Regions from separate parts of the Mus musculus genome. Here region 2 is linked to region 1. The links are chromatin contacts, called in public promoter capture Hi-C maps. All regions are on one chromosome and are shown on one strand. Each heading gives the region's core, a stretch centred on a gene start, on an enhancer-like site or on the middle of the called end of the contact. The rest is flanking DNA. Distances are from core to core; before and after follow the strand shown.

Region 1 (2,661 bases), core at 103-2,602:
ACGTATGGAATCTCAGGGTTTTCCACTTTCTAGCTGTGTCACATCCTAAGACGCTTATCGATGAGTTAGTTCCTCATCTTGAGAAGATAGAAGGGTGGTGTTCTGTCTTCCTGACTTTACAGGATCAGGTGGCAAAACACACGAGAAAGAACTTTCTACACAGAAAAGCACTATGGGTATTCTTGTTTATATACATTATCTGTTCCAACTTCCTGAACTTCCAGATGGGGAAACCCAAGCTCACGATGAGATGTGGGTCTCTTAATTCTGAAAGTCTGCTACATGTCAGAGAGTTTACTAACTCCACAGAAACAAATCCTGTGTCTTTCTCCTTCCCAGCTGGTATTAAAATTTTCTTTGGTCACTTCGGTTACAAACGCAAAAATGAGGGGGAGGTTACCAGGTAAAGTGAGACGATTGGGTAGCGAAGACAAGATCACTATTCCCTCCCTGGGTTGGGAGGTCTCAGACCTAGGCTATTAGCTACCTGGAGCTCAGCAGCCGTAGCAGTCCATAAGACCCGCCACCCGGGCTTGCTGAGGAAGAAGGTGGGATAGGGTGGCTGACACTGGGATCTTCAACAATCCATCCACTCCGAAACACCGCTTTCAAGAGACTGCAGGAAGGACTGCGAGTTGGAATGTCTTATTTCGCTAAGGGTTCTCTGATTGGAGCGAATGAATTCCTTCCCTCTCTAGAACCCATTCTCCCTTAGAATAGTTATGTTTATTTTCCTGAACTATAATATTTCCCAGGCCGGCCAGTGGCCCTGAGCCACCGAACAGCCCTCTGGGAGAAGTAGTTCGCTTTCGCGTCCACAAGAGTCCTCTTCACCGGGTCTCCCAGCGCGTCTCCTTCCCAGAAACCTCACATTCCAGAGGCCTCCACAAGCACTGGGAAGGGGTTGGGAGCCGGGCCCTCGGGGGTCTCCAGGGGGCCAGCATCCTAGAGACCGCGGCACCGCTGGACTACGAATCCCAGCAGCACCCGCGCGCGCCAGTGCGCAGGCGTAGCCGCGCCTCGCCACCCCTCCCCCCTCCGCCAACTGCTCCCGTCGGTCCGTTCCCGTGGTCCCCCGATCCGTGCTAATGCCCCCTTCGGTCCCTGCGGCGCCTCCCACTCACCGCTGACTCGTGGCGTCGGGTAGAGCCGCTGCGCCTTCTCCAGGAAGCGCAGCGCCCGCTCGGGCTGGTTGCTTTGGATGGCCTTGAGGGCGATGCTGATACAGCGCTCGGCTTCATCCTTGTTGGATTCCATGGCGGAACCCGAGCACGGAACCAGGGAGGGGGAGGCCGGGCGAGCGAAGGGCTGCGCCAGCCGCCGGCGCGTCGCGGGGCAGGCCGGCGCGGAAGGATGACATAACCCTCCGCCCCTCCTTCCCGGGATTTGAGTGAGGGTTGAACCCGGGCGGAAGCCCTACCGTATGTCTCCTAAGAAAGGGGCGTTCGGTTCGGAGGCGCTAGAACGCGCGGGCGCTCTAGAGCGCAAATGCTGAAGTTGAGTGTGCGCGCACGTTCGGGTGGTAGCCTCTGCGTTCCAGTCCGACTATCTGTGAATCGTACAGATGTTTACCGATTGTCAGACGCTGCTGTCTGATGTGGCAGTGGTATCAAAACAAAACCGTGTCCTCACAGAGCTTTCGTGGGTGGGGAGAAGTCAAGTAAACGGAAACATTCAGATAGTGACACAGTCAAGGCAAATATCGAAAAGTAGAGGGATGGAAGGGAGGGCTACCATTTAAGATAGCTTAATATATCAGAAACTCATTTTACAGGCTCTGAACTCTAAAGAAACAGGAACATGTGATTGGAGGAAGGGTGGTTCGACTGGAGGAAATAACAGATGGAAAGGCTCCGCATAAGGATTTTCGTTGTGAGTTATTGCGGGGATTAAGGAGGAGTTTACAGGAGTCACTACAGAGTCACACCAGTCAGGATGCAGCTCAGCCTACCTCCCACTTAAGTGACAGCAACTTAGTGAAGGTTGCCAATGACTTCCACTAGGCTAAATCTCCTGGCTATTTCTTAGCCCTTGCACTATGGTCTTTCACAAGAAACTACAATAAACCAAATGAATGTTAAAGGGTGCAATGCGATGGTGGTGTAAGCCTTCAATCCCAGCCCTTGGGAAGCAGAAGGACTCTGAGTTCAAGGCCAACCTGGTCTACAAAGTGAGTTCCAGGACAGCCAAAGGTACAAAGAGAAACTCTGTCTCGAGAAACAGACACAAACAAAAGTTAAAGAGCAGCTGTTATAATCAAGTGAGACTCGGTGAATATATATTCATCGAGTTGCAGATACACACACATATACATATATATAAAGCATAAATATATAACATAAACATATAAAACATATAAACACACACACACACACACACACAACTAGAAAAGATCATCCGAGTGAGATAATCCACACTCAGAAAAACAAACATGGTATCTCACTTATAAGTAGATTATAGCCATAGATAGAGTACAGGATAACCATTCTACAATCCACAGACCCAAAGAAGCTAAGTAACAAAAAGAGCCCAGGAAAGGATGTTTGAATCTCACTGAGAAGAGGAAATGAAATAGTCACAGGGGTAGAGGGAGGGATGGAGCAGGGTTGGAAAGGAGGTGGGCAGGGGAAGAGGAGGGGTGAGTGTTGGGAGAACTGCCAT
Region 2 (2,661 bases), core at 82-2,581, 250 kb before region 1:
ACACAATCTGGCTTTATCTCTGCTTTGTAGCTGAGACGTAGGGGCATGCTTACTGACAGAGAGGCTAATTTAGACGGGAGGCATCTTTGCAATAATGCTAAGCGTTTCACACTGTGCCTGGTCCTCTGTGGATGAATCAGGCTGGCCTTCTCCAAGGTCTCTCTTGCAATGGTAAGAGCACAGAGCTAACTGAGATAGTCTGGACCACAGGGTCTCATCTGCCAAGATCTACTCTTAAGACAACACTAAGGCAGAATAAGCAAAGGTTTCTCAGCAGGTGGTGTTTATAAAGTTTTTATTTTCCATTTTCTTAAAAATAACATTTGCTTTCCTTTATGCGTGTGTAGAGTGAACTTGTTTCCTTAGGCTGAGTAATAGGCAGATAAAGACCACAGCAAGGTGAGGGTCCCGGGTGGAGGCAGGTGGGGATGGGCGGGGCAGGAGGGGGCGTGGCGCAGAGGAAGGGGAAAGAATGGGGTCACCCACGGGATGCTTGAGTGCCCACCAACGCACACACGGGTCTAACACTTGTTCAGATTTTTTAAAAGACATCTAAAATTACTGAGAGATACAACGTCAGCACTTAAATCTACAGACGGAACCCAAGCACTTGACCACAATGTTTAACTCTAAGCTCAGTGATTACACATCGGACGGTTTTAAGTGGGACACGGGCTGAGAAGCGGGTAGCTCTGCCTGACTTGGTACGGATGTCTTGAATCTCCTTTTGCACCCCCAGGTCTTTCCCTAGGACAACTGCAGGCGGGAGGGCTCGTGATGGCCCAGGTGTCAAAGATGGGCCCCTGGTTCTCTCCTAGGGCTGTGGGCTTGGGCTTTGGGGAGCCGATATCAAAAGACCCCACCTACGCACTTAGTGGTGAAGCAGAAAGCAGATAAAAGCCAAATGGGTACCAACAGAAACCAAGGGAGGGGGCTGGAGCAAGGCAGACCTGTGCCCACCCATCACACGTGGTCACGACTCCTGTGGAACACTGGGGGTAAGATGTCCCAGGACTCTCACCAACTTTGCCTCCTGCCAGAACTCCCAGGCTAAGCCCCGCCCCCGTTCCTCCTGGGACCTCTGAGTGGTCTCTCAAGGCACATTTACTCTCTCCAACCTCAAACTTCCCCAACGTACACCATCCTTCCCAGCACCCAGGGCTAAGGAGGCTCTTAGTAGGGCAGCTCCAGGGCTCGGCAAGATGTGGTGCTGCCGTAATTTGGTTGAACTCTTTCCAACACAGCCCTACCTCTCCTGCCCGCAACAAGGGAACGGGAGCAGGCAGGAACACGGATGGAGGAACTGGGCAGGCAGCTTATTCAAGGATGAGGCCCGCAGGACCGACAATAATCTGACCTGTGTGACCTTGCTCCTGAGGAAACACGAAGCTTGCTTAACTAGAAGCTACTTGGGAACCTTCAGCCCCACCAGGAACAGCTGTTCTGCCTACCTTTGTGGGACTCGGTCTCAGTGGGGTGAAAAGCAGTATGGGGTGGGGAGCGTTTTAGAGAGGGACAAACTTCTGGACCCCTGGGGCCTGCCACAGTTCCACGCCTTCTGCTTTCTTACTAAAACATGTTTACTACATCAGATACAAAACCAGAAGATCCAGGGACACACAGAGCATAGCTCCCCAGCGGGGCAGGGCGGGGCAGGGTGAAAGAAGGGGATGCGTCTTCCTCTACACCACCCCCTCCCCACCCCAGAGAGCCTAAAATCCTTCACAGCTACCCGGGGATGTTCTGGAAATCCAGCTGGGGCAGAGAAAGAATCAGACTCCATCCTAGCGAGAGCAGGAAGTTTCAAGTAACTCCAGCTGGAGGGAGGAGGAAGGGGAGGAGGGGGAGGAGAGAGGGGGGCGGGATGGCTGCTTCTAGAATGCAGAGGGCTGATGTGACTGAGCCAGGGACCAGAGGATGGTTGCAGAGGTCTGAGGAAGGGAGGGAGGAAGAAGAGGATGGGAGCAGGTGACAGTCACCCGGAGAGTCAGAACTGTGTCGTGGAATGAGAAGCACTTTATGGAGCTTGGTGACATTTCCGTATTCCCCCCGAGGAGATGACGATTAAGGTGGCCATTCCAGGGTGGCAGAAAGGAATGGGAAGGAGGAGGCTCTTCCCTAAAGTCCAACCGATCAATACTCAGTGGATGTGACCAGCCAGTGCCCCTGAGAGGCTGGGGGAGAGCCAGACTGGGGCTTTGTCCTGGAAGCCTCAGCACAAGGTCCCCAGTAGCTAGCTGCCCAGCCTCTTCCACCACACAGGGGGCTGCCCTCACTCTTCCTGGGCATCAGGGTGGCCCTCGGGTATTCTCTCTCTCATTCTCTCTCATTCTCTCTCTCTTTCTCTCTCTCTCTCTCTCTCTCTCTCTCTCTCTCTCTCACACACACACACACACACACACACACACACACACACACACACGTATACGCGCCACACACACGTACGCGTACCAAAGGGTATCAGAGGCCCAGGTAAGGAATTCTTCATCAAATATATCAAGGAAATTTCCTTTGAGAGGGGGAAGTGGGGAGCAATAGACACACAAAACCCCACAGGACATCTGGGTAAAAGCCCCTTCCACCCGGCCTGGAGGTCTGAGGGCGTGCTGAGGCATGGCATCAGGGCCTAGCTGCTCAGTGTGGTCCCCTCTGATAGATACA

Evidence for each region. Promoter capture Hi-C pulls out the DNA fragments that hold promoters and counts their contacts.
Region 2: a contact with region 1 is called in a promoter capture Hi-C map of embryonic stem cells, with 4 times the contacts expected there. The contact joins the enhancer-like site here to the promoter of Dnajb12 in region 1. A contact is called at or near these places in 7 of 39 promoter capture datasets (the 3T3-L1 cell line, embryonic stem cells, frontonasal cranial neural crest and 3 more), 1 of 15 datasets of contacts at CTCF or cohesin (large pre-B cells), 5 of 484 Hi-C or Micro-C datasets (CD8 T cells, the HL-1 cell line, group 2 innate lymphoid cells and 2 more) and 6 of 115 datasets of contacts at active chromatin or transcription factors (double positive thymocytes, embryonic hindbrain, embryonic limb bud and 3 more).

What each region holds. Positions count from the first base shown.
Region 1 is chr10:59,878,274-59,880,934 of GRCm38.p6, reverse strand. It overlaps Dnajb12 (DnaJ heat shock protein family (Hsp40) member B12), which reads right to left and starts at 1,352. Exons shown (of 9, transcript NM_019965.3): 1 at 1,125-1,352. The coding sequence starts at 1,257.
Region 2 is chr10:60,132,816-60,135,476 of GRCm38.p6, reverse strand. Spock2 (sparc/osteonectin, cwcv and kazal-like domains proteoglycan 2) reads right to left here. Exons shown (of 11, transcript NM_052994.2): 11 at 1,563-2,661. Among named protein-coding and RNA genes, the nearest start is that of Mir6906, 7.4 kb to the right of the region's middle. Within about 2 kb of position 1,331, at least 13 of the 459 cell types and tissues checked have an H3K27ac peak or open chromatin away from gene starts, as enhancers often do. A contact at or near this core is called in embryonic stem cells, where this site is marked.